Linked DNA regions of Gossypium hirsutum: all the other regions are linked to region 3. Evidence: chromatin contacts called from public Hi-C data. All regions are on one chromosome and are shown on one strand. Each heading gives the region's core, a stretch centred on a gene start, on an enhancer-like site or on the middle of the called end of the contact. The rest is flanking DNA. Distances are from core to core; before and after follow the strand shown.

What was found. Hi-C and Micro-C count contacts between places; a contact is called where the count stands out from the background.
Region 1: a contact with region 3 is called in a Hi-C map of leaf, with 4 times the contacts expected there. The contact joins the promoter of LOC107961927 here to the promoter of LOC107961924 in region 3. A contact is called at or near these places in 2 of 34 Hi-C or Micro-C datasets (both in leaf).
Region 2: a contact with region 3 is called in a Hi-C map of leaf, with 1.5 times the contacts expected there. The contact joins the promoter of LOC107907952 here to the promoter of LOC107961924 in region 3. A contact is called at or near these places in 3 of 34 Hi-C or Micro-C datasets (leaf and seedling).

What each region holds. Positions count from the first base shown.
Region 1 is chrA06:118,375,239-118,377,938 of Gossypium_hirsutum_v2.1, reverse strand. LOC107961927 (F-box protein CPR1) reads left to right here and starts at 1,407. Exons shown (of 3, transcript XM_016898101.2): 1 at 1,407-2,700. The coding sequence starts at 1,607.
Region 2 is chrA06:118,319,477-118,322,176 of Gossypium_hirsutum_v2.1, reverse strand. It overlaps LOC107907952 (E3 ubiquitin-protein ligase UPL5), which reads left to right and starts at 1,346. Exons shown (of 4, transcript XM_041115990.1): 1 at 1,346-2,700. The coding sequence starts at 1,703. It overlaps LOC107961931 (F-box protein CPR1), which reads left to right. Exons shown (of 4, transcript XR_005928852.1): 4 at 1-202.
Region 3 is chrA06:118,504,233-118,506,932 of Gossypium_hirsutum_v2.1, reverse strand. LOC107961924 (cysteine proteinase inhibitor 1) reads right to left here and starts at 1,324. Exons shown (of 1, transcript XM_016898097.2): 1 at 757-1,324. The coding sequence starts at 1,225. The coding sequence ends at 866.

The DNA.
Region 1 (2,700 bases), core at 158-2,657, 130 kb after region 3:
ATTTGACGACTAGTCTAGTGGATCAATACCCATCAATGAGTGGAATAAGATACTTCGGTCCAAGTCAAATTGACAAGTAGTGTCGAAGATAAGAGAAGAAAGTTCGTTTAGATTTTAGTTCTTAGATTTGCGACATTTAAGAAAAAACTAAGTTGTAGAAGATAAGGGGGACAAGAGCTCTTGATTGGTGTAGGTGATGCCAGGGAGAAGTCCATACAACAACGATTTTAACAACTTAGTGACTTAAATGGAAACTTTTGATTAGTTCAGTGATCATTTTGTAATTTTTTAAAGTTAAGTGATCAAAACATAAGCTTACTAATAGTTTAGTGACCTTAAGTGTAGTTTACCCTAAAAATTGGATTGTAAAAGAAAAAAGTTTATTGCATAATTTAGTCCTTGAAGTATATTTATTTTTCGACTTTGATCCTTTAATTTTTTTTACCCACTTCAGTCCTTAACTTTATCAAGCGTTCCTAGTTTAGTTTTTTGGACATTAAAAACTATGTTTGGGATATTTAGCTAATCATATGCCACCATATGTCATATGGTGACATCATCATCATCTAGAAAAACTTAAAAAATCTTTAAAAAATGAAAAAAATCAAAAAATTTATAAAGAAATTCCAAAAACATATTTAAAAGATAAAAAAAGTATTTAAAAATTATAAAAAATAATATAAAATAAAAAAATTACTTAAAATTTTAAAAATATATTAGAAATTTTAATATTTTTAAAATTTTATAAACCACATTTACTAGAGACTGAACATGATATCGTTGTCTCTTGAAATTTAACATTATTTTTCATTATTTAAATAAATTGAAAAAAATTATCTAGATCTATGACCTAAAAAGATCTACCAATGATAAATTACATTTGATTGAATCATAAAACAATTATCTTAAGTGATATCCTTCCAAGAGGCAATGATCTTATGCTCTAGTGATGTGATTTATAAAATATTAAAATTTATAATATATTTTTAAAAAAATTAGTAAATTTTAGTAAACTTTTATATATATATATTGTAATTTTTATAACTTTTGTAGTTTAAAAAAGATTTAAAGTTTTTTCTAGATAATAGCATCAAAGTGATGCCATTGTATGTCACATGATAGCATATAATTGGCTGAATATTCTAATCGATTTTTTTAATATAAAAAAGACTAAATATGTTAAGGACTAAATTAAAAACATTAAGAATTTTAAATACTAAAGTGGGGAGAAGCAGTATATATAAGCCCGAGGAAAAAATTAAAAAAAGAGAAAGGGATTTCAAGTACCAAAATATTCATTTAGCGGTGTAATAAATAATAAATAAAATAAAACTGAGCCGAGAGATGCTTCTGGAAGTGCAGAAAAGCAGATTTTATGATATAAAATTAAAACTGTGGGACGCGTCTTTACGTATAAAAGAGAGATAACCCTGTCGCTGTTGCCTTCTCCTCGCACCACTTGTCGCCCCCACTCGCGCAATCCCAACCTAGGGCGATTCTTTCCCTTCCCTCCAAACAAACAAACGAACCCCAAATCTTAGAGCCCCTCGAAACCCTCGTCTCTCTCTCAGAAATCCCTCTAAACCTCCCAAACCCACTGCAAGAAATGTCTAAGGTTCCCATGGATGTAGTCACCGATATCTTCCATCGCCTTCCTGTCAAGACTCTCCTGCGTTTCAGGTCCCTTTCTAAACCCTACTTCTCTCTCATAGACGACCCTGATTTCACCAATGCCCACCTCGATCGTTCCATCAAAACCAGATCCAATCTCAACATCATCCTCAAAGGTTTACATCTCTATTCCGTGGAATTCGATGCTCTGGATAACGCCGTACCCATCGACTATCCTTTGAGTAGTGGAGCTGGGACTGAAGCCTTTGGTTCCTGTAATGGAATCCTTGCATTCCGTCTCACCGATAAAAACCTTGCCTTGTATAATCCCTCCACGAGGCAGTTCCGTCGACTGCCTGTTTCCGAGATTGAGCCCCCTCCAGGTGATTCTTGTAAATCTGGGTATATCTTTTATGGGTTCGGGCAGGATGTTAAAACCAATGATTACAAGGTCGTAAGGATGGTGCAGTTCAATAAAAGTGACGATGAAGATGATGAAGGTATATTTTACGACTACGAGGTTAAGGTTTATAGTTTAAAGAATGATTCTTGGAGGAAAATCACTAAGCTCCCTTGTTATCTTAGGTTTATGTTTCAATTTTTCTACCATCTATTGCATAGGCGAGGCTATGGTGTGCTTGCTGGTGGGGTTTTACATTGGGTGATGCCTCCACGAATTGAATTGGGACCGAGGAATAGGATTGTGGGTTTTGATCTTGGAAACGAGGAGTTCATTGAAGTGCCTCAACCTGAATGTGCCGATAAGAACTATCTGTTGGATGTGGCAGCCCTGGAAGGGCGCCTATGTGCTGTTTGTAATTATGACCAAGAGAAAATTGATGTTTGGACTATGAAGGAATATGGAGTAAAACAATCTTGGACTAAGTTGATTTCCATTCAAAGAACTAGAACCATTACCACACTAACGTTTTTAAAGCCATTAGCTTATTCCAAGCAGCTTGATATGATTTTGGTGGAGATTAATAGCCAAAAGTTTGCCTGGTATGATTTGCAAAAGAAGAAGATGCGAAGTGTGAAGATTGGTGGTAGTCCAGGTACATTTGGTGCAGAGGTTTATATAGGAAGCCT
Region 2 (2,700 bases), core at 97-2,596, 180 kb after region 3:
GCAACTCAAAGCTAGGTTGTAGTAATCAATCAGATTGCTTTCTTTTACTTTAGCTCCCGAGTTTCTGGCTCTGTTATATTTTTCCGCAGCATGTGTTGCTGGGTGTTTTTTGGGTGAAATACTATTGTTTAAAGCAGAAGGATTGATGTTTGATAAAATTTTAGACCTTGTTAATATATATAGATATATGCTTATCTGTTAATGCAGCATTCTTGTACTTGGTAAACAATGACCAGAACCAAAATCAAGTATCATGAAGGACCAAACTTCAAAGTAAACAATTGAATTTTGAGCTAAATAGAAATAATACCAAAGAAATATCCTTTCAAGAATATCAAAAACCCTAAACCATGTGATCACAAATCTTAAAAAGACATGTCACTATGTTCCAAAAGCATTTTCCTACGTAAAATAGCTTTTTATGTGTTGTGTGTGTATGTAATCATGTTGGCCATAATTATTAGTGAAAAGCCGAACTGATATTGAACTACTTAGCTGCTAAATCGCTTTGGGACATTTGACTTTGTATGCTGCAATTTTAGAGTTTTTGAAGGTGAAATAATCAATGGCATGGGACAAGTAACCAGTTACTAGGCCCTCCTTAGCTCACTCATCTCATCTCTCTCTTTTTCCAAGAAATAAGGGTAAAATAACAAAAAGAAAAGTAATCCACTCGGTTTAGGGAAACTGCAAGGTAACCAGGCAGGAATTGCTTGTTTATATAAAATATAAAAAAAAATGGTCTACAAAGTTACAATTTTGCTGCCGACTAATTCAAAGGGTACGTTTTTTTAAAAATTAAAGCTTTCCTCCATTCTTGCTAAAAATATTATTCATAATAATTTATGTAATACTTCAAAACAAAAAATATTATAATCAGATCAATCAAGAAAAAAATATCAATAGACCCCAGAGATCTACCACGTTAGTAATAAATACAAGTATCTTCTTCGTCATCTCGAATTTATTACTATCATTTTTATCTGGCGATTTAACGATAATTTTATATTGAAAAATCTCATATATTTGCTTGAACATAACTAAAAATTAAAAATAAAATATTTATTTTTTTAAAAAAAATACATACAACAAAACAAAACTAAATTAAAAAAAAATGGACTATTAACAAAATAAAATCACAATAATATCAACTGAAATTAAAAATAAAATAAAACTGAAAAAAAACCACAACAGAGTTAATTTGAAATAATATATGTAAGATAAATACATAAATTAATTCAAACTTAATATTGAAGATAAATAAAAATATTTATATTTAAAATTAAAAATGAAAAAAATTGTAAAAGATTAACTACTGAACTGGGTGAGGTAAATACCTTGAAAAAAAATCACAAATAAAAACGGTGCAACCGTCCACATCAGATAATTCACTGCAATACATTTTTGGTAATTTAAGTAATAAAGAGAAATAAATAAAAATAAAAAAATATAGCGTAAAATAACAGCCTTTGCAGCTAAGGTGATGACGGCTGTATGTAAGCAAGTGGTATAGGCGAACGAGAGCGGATCATTGGCATTCAATTGCTTTTCCTTTTAATCTCCTTTATTCAATCTTTACAAAAGCAGAAGGGTAAGGGTTTTTCATCTGTTTTGGTTCGAGGGTTTTTTTTTTTGTTTTTACCCATATATCTCTCTCTATGTGCTCTCCCCACCGCAGCAGGCTGGGGGCTTCCACCGTCCAATGTCTCTTTTCCAATCCGCCGCCGTTGATCAACTCTCCAACGGCTACGATCACCGCCTTTCCTCTAAGCGTAAGTTTGACGATTATGCCTTTTCTTTCGACGAGGAGGATCCTTTAGTCCCCGTCAGGATGCGAAAAGACGATCATACCCATCAAGGCGCTTATCCGATTACGGCCGTTCATCACTCGTCCAAAGCGCCCGCTTCCTCTTTCCCCACCTCCCTCGTCGATTCTCTCCCTTCCTCCTCCGATGTTCCGTCGTCGTCCTCCTCGTGTTCCTCTTCCCGCCTCCAATTCTTCATCCGGATGATCTCCGAAGGGAACACCATTGTCGTCCAGGCTAATTCGGAGGACACCGTGAAATCCCTACACGAAAGGATTCAGGTGATGACCGGAATTCCGGTGATAGAACAGCGTTTAATTTATCGCGGGAAACAACTCCAGTGGGAGCAATCCCTAGCTGATTGTTCCATCCAAAACGACGCCGGACTCCAACTCGTTGGCCGTATGCGGTCGACGGACCACCCACAAACCTGGCAGGTCATGGACGACATGATCTCCGTTATTTGCCGCCTTTGCCGAGGAGAAACACCCCCTTCCCCGACCAAACACATCAAAGACTGCCTGACCAACTTTTTTACGATTGCTCCAAAGGACAATAATGACTCCGGCCCTGCTCACTTGCAGATATTTATGGCATCTTCGGCTCCTGCCGCTTTGGTAATGCTTTATATGTCTCCTATTAAAAAGAATAAGATGTGTGCTGATGATTCAATAAGGCATATATTAACTCAATATAGGAGTGCATTACCAAAACATTTGCATTCTTATTGTGCACCTATACTATTAGAGTTCTGCAAGCTCCTCAGGAAGGTTGTTAGCGAAGATAGTTTGTATGAGGCGTGCCGGAGTGCACTTGGGATGTTGTTGGAAAGTGTTGGCACTTCCAGGGGTTTAATGCTGCCAGAGGTTAAAGGGTTGATTGTCATACAAGATAT
Region 3 (2,700 bases), core at 75-2,574:
AAAATCATTAATTTAAGTGAAATAAATAATCTCTCTGTCCTTGCAAAGCGAAACGTATACTTTGATTATTTCCTTTTTTTAAGGAAAAAAAACACGTATTTCACCGTTTGTTTACTTTTAAAAAGAAAAAAAAAACAGTTGTATTATGTAATTGGTTGGATTTAAATCCATAAATTGAAAGAACTATTAATAACTTTAGACATTTTATTAAAAAAAAAGTAAATTTAAAATACATAACGAAATTGTTTAAAAAAAAATTCCAACTTTATGATCATTATGGTAAATTTCGTCACGGTAATTTTAAATTTTATTTTAAAATTATTAATTTAATTTTTATTGTAAGTATAAGAAGATATCAAGAAAAAAAAGAAGAAGTGAATTTAGAGTTGATCACATGTTTTTAGGGATTATATAAAAAAAGTTTATATACGGTAGTTAGGTAAATGGATATCATCATTATTACAGCAATCTAAGCATAAATTTGAGATTTATAAATGGATTAAGAAATTTATCAAATCGTTTTGCAAAATTGTTCAACGAACTCGTGTTTTAGCTTCAGCTAACATTGATGCCACATCTGATCCATTCTTGCATCTCTTATATATAAAACTGTTTTGCAAAATTCAATTGATTTTTGTTTAGTTTTATGCCTATTTTTATTTTTAAAATGAATAAATAGATTTTTTTTTCTGGTAGATGAGAAATGAAGAAAGAAAAGAGTGAAAATTATTAATCTCAAATTTTGAAACCGAAACATCTCAAACTCACATAATTATGTATTATTAAGATTTTATTCTCCACTCTGTTAAGTAATAGAAAAGGACAAGGATAACATATATGAACATAAATTACATTATAATCAAATCTAACCCTTGACGAGGTTAAAGGAGGTGAGATTCCTGAAATTCAGCCACAACTTCTCCCACACCACAGCCTTATACGTGTTATCGAAGGTCCCTTCCTTCGCCTGCAAAATCAACCGGTAGTTTGTCCCGGCCACCACCTGGGTCTCGCCTTTCACCACCTTAACCAACTTTAAACTCCCATTTGACTGCTTGTTATACTCCTCGACGGCGAATTCCGCGATCTTTATCACGTGTGGGTCCTTGGTGTCTTTGATCGGACTCCATCCTCCGAGGGGAGCCTCCTTTCTGGCGTCGGAGAAGATGAGAGGAAGGAAAATGAGGGAGAGCAAGAGGATCAGGAAGCCTGACTTCTGCTGCATTTTGAGACTGTTTTTCTTTCTCAAGTCTAGTTGCCTTTTTTGTTGTGCTGTAGAGCTGTAGCCTCTGGATTTGAATTTGGAATGAAATTAGATTATTTATAGATAAACATTAATAAACGTAAATCGTAAGTTACGTGGCACACGGTTTTTAATTTTAAGAGGATTTGCCCCTTGAAGTTGATTGAAATTACGATGGAGACACGTCGTTACGTTACTACGAAACGCGCCGAAGCCCAAAACGGGGATCACGAAAGCGGGCCGTTAGGTTAGTATGATTGGAGGGTGGAGACCAGCTGTGAGTTGTGTGGAGGTTTTTAGTAACTGTATTTATTTTATAAGAATTTTAATAAAATCAATCATTTTCAATTTTTTGCATTCAATTGATAATTTATATTCACCGTTAAAAATTAACGACAGTACTAATATAATTGTTAACAGATTTCATGTCAGTCAATAGTTTGGAAATTCGTATTTTGAGGAAATAAGCTTATATGTATAAAAAAAAATTATTTGTCTCAAACACAAATATTACATCTTTTAATAATTTTATCTTACATCAATAATTTTTAATTTTTAATTTTATAATTTTCAACTAGATTTGATTTTTTTAAGATGAAAATGTTAAAATTTAAGATGAAAATATTAATGTCATGTAAAACTATTGAAATATATATATAGATAACATAACGTCTTTATTTTATACAATTATTTTCTTGAATGAGAAAGAAAATGGTAGGAAAAGGAGACATCAGTCAGTCCGATCCAATTCAGTTATATTTTTAAAAATTTTAAATTATTTATCATAATTCGAGATGGTTTTCAATTTTTTATATTCATACTTTGTATATTATTTGATAAAATTCTAAAAAAAAATTTCATAAATAATTCTTTAAAACGCATAATTTTTCAAATAAAATAAATAACAATTATTAACTTTTATATGATATTTTTTAAACAATATCTTTATAAAAAACATTTATTTATTTTTACTATTTTAAATATAAATTTTAAATAAAAAAATATAATGAAAAAGACTAACTTTTTAAGCCAAAACATTTCAATATTCAATGAATTTATAAAATTTCGAATTTTCTTATTCACTTGATTGGGTGGAGTGGGTTGATTGTGAGAATGGTGGTTGTAGCCCACTTAGCACCCCTCGGAAGAAAAATGTGAAAGTGGTCGACGGCTGGCCCAAAATGAAAAATTAGGTGAGCTGATAGTGCTTGATTTTATTTTTATTTTTTTGTGCAAATGAAAATGTTTTAACTTAGGGTTCGTTTGTTTACTAGGTTTTCCAGTGTTTGTTTTGCTTGAAAATCACTTACATTGGTAAAACATTTTCAGAAACATGGGAAAATGAGAATGAATTTTGGGGAAAATGTTTTACCGATTTTATTTCTGTAAAACATTTTCCATCTTTCCTCCTCATTCCATCCGTCTCCTTCTTCATCCAATTAGACCAGTTCCCTTCC